2 separate regions of the Triticum aestivum genome follow, and region 1 is linked to region 2. Evidence: chromatin contacts called from public Hi-C data. All regions are on one chromosome and are shown on one strand. The core of a region is the stretch at or near the end of the contact, and the rest is flanking DNA. Distances in the headings are between cores, read along the strand shown. Region 1 holds the start of LOC123165692 (protein WHAT'S THIS FACTOR 1 homolog, chloroplastic). Region 2 holds the start of LOC123170097 (probable beta-1,4-xylosyltransferase IRX14).

What was found. A called contact is a pair of places that touch in the nucleus more often than the background predicts.
Region 1: a Hi-C map of leaf shows a contact between it and region 2, with 5 times the contacts expected there. The contact joins the promoter of LOC123165692 here to the promoter of LOC123170097 in region 2. A contact is called at or near these places in 2 of 5 Hi-C or Micro-C datasets (both in leaf).

Annotation. Positions count from the first base shown.
Region 1 is chr7D:552,074,292-552,076,991 of IWGSC CS RefSeq v2.1, reverse strand. It overlaps LOC123165692 (protein WHAT'S THIS FACTOR 1 homolog, chloroplastic), which reads right to left and starts at 1,366. Exons shown (of 5, transcript XR_006483088.1): 1 at 1,064-1,366; 2 at 1-388.
Region 2 is chr7D:551,908,700-551,911,399 of IWGSC CS RefSeq v2.1, reverse strand. It overlaps LOC123170097 (probable beta-1,4-xylosyltransferase IRX14), which reads left to right and starts at 1,347. Exons shown (of 3, transcript XM_044587940.1): 1 at 1,347-2,458; 2 at 2,577-2,700. The coding sequence starts at 1,617. LOC123164616 (EH domain-containing protein 1) reads left to right here. Exons shown (of 16, transcript XM_044582155.1): 16 at 1-166.

The DNA.
Region 1 (2,700 bases), core at 117-2,616, 170 kb before region 2:
GGCGCTCGATAAGTGAAACAAAGTTCCATTTTTGGACAAAACCAACCTCCTTTTCAAGGTCACGTACAAGTAGTGATCCTTTCTTTTGGGCCAAGATGAGCTCACGGAGACGAAGGAGGAGAGCGGGCTTCTTTTGGAGGTCCATGGCCTTGTCAAGGTCAGGCTCACGGTGGTAAAGCTTCTTCTTCGGCCGGCGTCCATGACCAGCAGAAAATGAGGACATTTCCTTGAGTTGTATCAAGGAAAGAGATCTGGGAATGTAAGATAAATGTTCTGCCAATCTTCTTCTCATCAAATTGTAGGTCTTAAATGCAAGTCCGTGCAGGCACCGCAGATGCCAAGCATTCAAGAGCGCAGAATAAAGAAGCAGAAAGTTGTACTTCAAATTCTGCAAAACAAAAAGGGACAGAATGTTCAAGCCATTTTAAACAACATAAGCTTTGCAACTAAAGAATCAAATTCATAATACCAAGAGCCTGTGTCTCAAGTCCCAACAATTCCCATTTCAGAACAACAACTCATCGCAGCAGAAGCAGAGCCAAGAGCAAGTTACAGGGTGTGCCACCTCCATTTTTTTTTACTGATGTCACACACATAATACAAAATTGACCGAAAGAGCCATATAAATAGCTTAGTCAGAACGCTCTTATATTTCTTTACAAAGGGAGTATGTTTGAAATTTGCAAATGTAACAACACGATTGGTTGGCAAGATGAAATAGCCTTACAAGAATAAAAGACAACATGAGTACAAAATTTCAACATTAAACTACTTTCCGCTTTTGCATTGCCCTAAAAGCATCAACAACTCCTACATCACTTCACTTGCTCTCAAGAATATAGCTCGCTCAATAAAAGTCACCAAGCAATGGTTCATGAGTTGATCACCCATACCATTTATCGATCTATTCTTCACTTGCAGAAAATACTTAAGTAGAGACTGAACTGAACTACTGAAGTAGAGTAGTATTGAACTTGGCACTGTAGCCTGTAGGAGTGTACTTGTAATTTCTACAATCACACTAGTTAGTACCTAGAGCACTTGCGCTCGATGCGGCGTTTACCTGTCGCGTTCAGGCCCTCAGGACGTCACCGGCCGGAGCTCGCCGGCGGCAGTGGACAATGACGGCGAGACTGCTCGTGCTCGGAGGTCGCCGAGTTTGGAGTCAAGCGCAGCCGCGGGCGGGGGGCGTGAGAGAGTGAGGACGGCTTTATGGGGAACGAGAGGACTGGGGAGCAAGGGCCACCGGGGCCGGGGAAGTCAGTGGAGGAGGGAGGCGGGCGCCGGAGCGGCCAGGCCAATCGTGGAGCCGGCGGAGTGAGGATGGCTCGATCTGGATGGGAACAGCCGAACAGAACAGCACGGGTAACGGGCTAGAGCGCGCCTGCGGGCGTCAGATTGATGACCCTTCGCACAGAGCGGGAACTAACTGGACCGGCCCATTTTGAACCCGGTTCTCTGTAGTGGCCTGCCAGTATCGGGTTCACTGTAGTGAACTGGTGTTTCGGTCGCTTTTTATTTCACAATTTTTTAAATACACATTGAACATTTTTGTAATATACGTTGAATTTTTAATATACAATGAAAATTTGTATAATGCATGCTGAATCTTTTGTAATATACAATGAATATTTTTGTAATATAGTGAACTTTTTTTGTAATATACATTAGCCAATTTTTAATACACACTGAACATTTTTGGAATATACGTTGAAAAATTTCTTAATATACGATGAACATCTTCATAATGCACAGTGAACTTTTTTGTAATATACAATGAACATTCTTTTAATATACGATAAACATTTTTGTAATACACGGTGGAATTTTCTCTATAATACACAAGAAGCAGAAGAAATGAAAAAATAAAATAAAGTAGAAAAACAAAAAATAAAATGAAAAGAATAAACAAAAACCTAAAGGAAACAAGGAAACAAAACTGAAAAAATGAAAAAACTGAATCATGTGCCGCTACGAGGTTGAGGCTTTCTTGGCTTTAAAGAGCCGTGAGCACAACGGGTGCGTCGAGGCCGGTGTCCTCAACGTCTGTTCCGAGAGGGCCATGTGTCGCATCAATAATCCCGGTAGTTACAACCTTGTCAATGTCTACAACGACGAGAAGGGTGAGAAGGTGGCGCTTCCCAGGGCAACAGCAATTTAATGTGGCCTTGGGATTCAGTCCGTCCAACAAGGAGCATAAGTTCTTCATGACCTCCTCATCAGCAGCGGCCCAAGAAGAAACCTATGTTGACGTGTACACCTTAGACGACAAGGGCGGGTGACATGGACACCTCTACCTCTCCCGACATTGCCTAGCAGAGAATGGCTGGCAACCGGTGCTCGTCGACGGGAAACCATTCATGCATAGTGCATGGACGTTACGGGGAATGACATCCAAAGCCGATTGAAGTCATGGACTAGATCCGATTGATTGAATTGGATACAATCCAAGTGGACGACTCGAAAGGATTGTCATGAGAAGATCCATACTGTTTCATAGCTAATATGATCGTTTGTGATTGTTAATGCTTCTTTTACTTCTACGCATATTGGTGGTAGTAGTATGACCCCCCTCATATAATGTCAACTAAATTTTGTCTCCCCAAATGCTGCAACATCACAAATCAAGTATATCTAGTGGATGGCCTATAAAATTATGGTGCCATTGGGTCTAGTATAAAATTAGGGTGCCACTGGGTA
Region 2 (2,700 bases), core at 98-2,597:
CCAGTCTAGTAGGGTATTTTATTGCTATATTGTACCCATTGCTGTGTAACTGTATGCATAAGAGCCAGAAGCAATTGCTCAATTGTTGGCTGGAGAACGGCCTTGTTGTAATGGCATGGAAAGAATTCGGAATATGGTATGGTGGGGTGGTCGCGTTGATCCTTGAGATGATTATCTATTCGTTCGGAAGAGCAGCTTGAATGCTTGTTGGTGCGATCCAGTCAACTGGCTACCCATGAAGAGTGCTGGACCACCGTGTGTGTCGTCTGCCAGAGGTCCTTTTCTGGGAGCAGCCCTCCTGTTTTGCTGTATGTGGAAGTGGTATTAATTTGGTGTTCATAGACTAGAGATCACCTTTTCATGGGTACAGTTTGGGTGCGCACCTGTTTCTTCGCTTATGTCTGTAACGAGCGATGCAGAAATGTGCCTCGCAGCTGTGGAGGTTAAATGCTGCTTCATGTTTTACCTTTCGGGGCTGTCATACTATTTTTCATTTCGGCAACAGGCATTTTTGAACCATAGGATAAGGATCCGATGGCCCGGACGGTTTCCCTCGTCCTCATCTTAGCACACCTCTTTCTCTCCTCTGCCTGACATGTGGAGGGTGGAAGGGCACAGCTAGGCAGAATTCGAAGTCAAAAGAATGATTGTCCTGCAAAAATAAAAAAGAATATTGTTCTGTCTCATGTCTCTCCATGCCGCCGTGCTCCATGTCGATCTTGCCACTGCCACTCAAGAATAAAAGAAGAGCAATAAGAAATTCTAGGTGGGGAACTTCGACCAAACAAATGAAAAAGCTCGCCTCTAGCTGGCGAGTCTGCCGTATTTTTTTCTTCTAGGAAAACAATGTTAAACCAGCAAACGAGTCGTAAGCAAGTCGCCTAAACCGACACTACGCTTTCTGCTCGCAAGTCAAACACGGTTGGCACCGGCAGCCTGTCACAGACCAGGAGCCCAGCCCGCGCCGACCCCCGCAGCTGCAGCCGCGTCAATCATTGTAAACGTTCGGCTAAAAATATAGTATATTAGACGCCACTAAAAAGAAAACATAGTGCCAGAATTATTTTTTCGAATTTTAAGTTTGCTAACCACATGTCCCATGCGGTGCCAAGAAATATATAAAATCAATAAGCAAATAAAATGTAACTCGTACAAGAAAGAGAGAGAAAAAAAAGTAGAGATCGAAAAAAAACAAGGTGGAAAAGACAAGGACGCCGCCCGCCGAACACGCTTGGAAACGCTGACGACCCGCCCGCCGGCCCGGTCCGGCCCGACCCCTTCCGCCCGGCTTCCTCTCCCCGTCCAAGTTTCAACCCCGACCCGACGCGCTCGGGCCCGGCCTCCCTCACGCCTCCGTCCCCGTCCGGCACCAAACCCATCCCATCCCATCCCCTCCCACCCTTTTCCACACCTGACCAACGATAGCCAGGCCACCGCACCCGCAGTTTCGTGCACCGCACTTCTCCACCCACCACCTACCTCCCCCCGTGTTCCCCTCCCCCCTCAAAACCTATCGCCGCGGACCATCTACCCACCGACGAGCGACTGCGGCCGATTGATCCGCAGGGCGAGGCGGTGGCGGCGGAGGGAGCCCACCAGATCCGGCCGCGGCGGCGATGATGAAGCAGCTGCTGCCGCAGAGCCAGCTGCGGCGCTCGGCGGCGGCGTCGGCGGCGCGCTCCTCCGTCAGCGGGGTCGAGGGCGCGGGGGGCCCCGACGGCGTCGGCGCGGGCGCCGGGGCGGGCGGGCGGACGGCCTCCTCCTCCACCTTCTGGTTCCTGCTGCACGCGCTCTGCTGCCTCATCTCGCTCTTCCTCGGCTTCCGCTTCTCCAGGCTCCTCTTCTTCCTGCTCTTCTCCAGCAGCGCGCTCTACGCCGCCACCTCCAACAACAAGTCGGCCGTGCTCCGCGCCATCACCACCACCACCACCACCACCACCACCACGACCACCACCACCAACACCTTCACCCTCTCCTTCGCCGCCGCGGGCAACCCGCCCCCGTCCAACCCGGACAACCTCACCGCCGCCGCGCTCGAGGAGGCCGCCGGGAGCACGCAGAGCCACGTGGTGGTCGGCCGCCACGGGATTCGGATCCGCCCCTGGCCGCACCCCGACCCCGTCGAGGTCATGCGCGCGCACCGGATCATGGAGCGCGTGCAGGAGGAGCAGCGCCGCTGGTACGGCGTCAGGGAGCCGCGCCAGGTGCTCGTCGTCACCCCGACCTACTCGCGCGCCTTCCAGGCGCTCCACCTCACCGGCCTCCTCCACTCGCTCCGCAACGTGCCCTACCCGCTCACCTGGATCGTCGTCGAGGCCGGCGGCGTCACCAACGCCACCGCCTCCATGCTCGCGCGCTCCAGCCTCACCTTCGTCCACGTCCCCTTCCCGGAAAAAATGCCCCTCGAATGGGCCGACCGCCACGCCACTGAGAACCGCATGCGCCTCCACGCCCTACGGTATGCGCACACTTCCCTACTAGTTCCTACTACTCATAGCCAGATAGCCTGCCTGCCTGTAACAGAGAGTATAAGGTGACTTATTACTGATGATGATTGGTTTTCTCGTGTCATGTAGGGTGATCCGGGAGAGGAAGATGGACGGTGTGGTTGTGTTTGCGGATGACAGCAACGTGCATAGCATGGAGCTGTTCGATGAGGTGCAGAAGGTCCAGTGGATGGCCGCGGTGTCTGTGGGTATC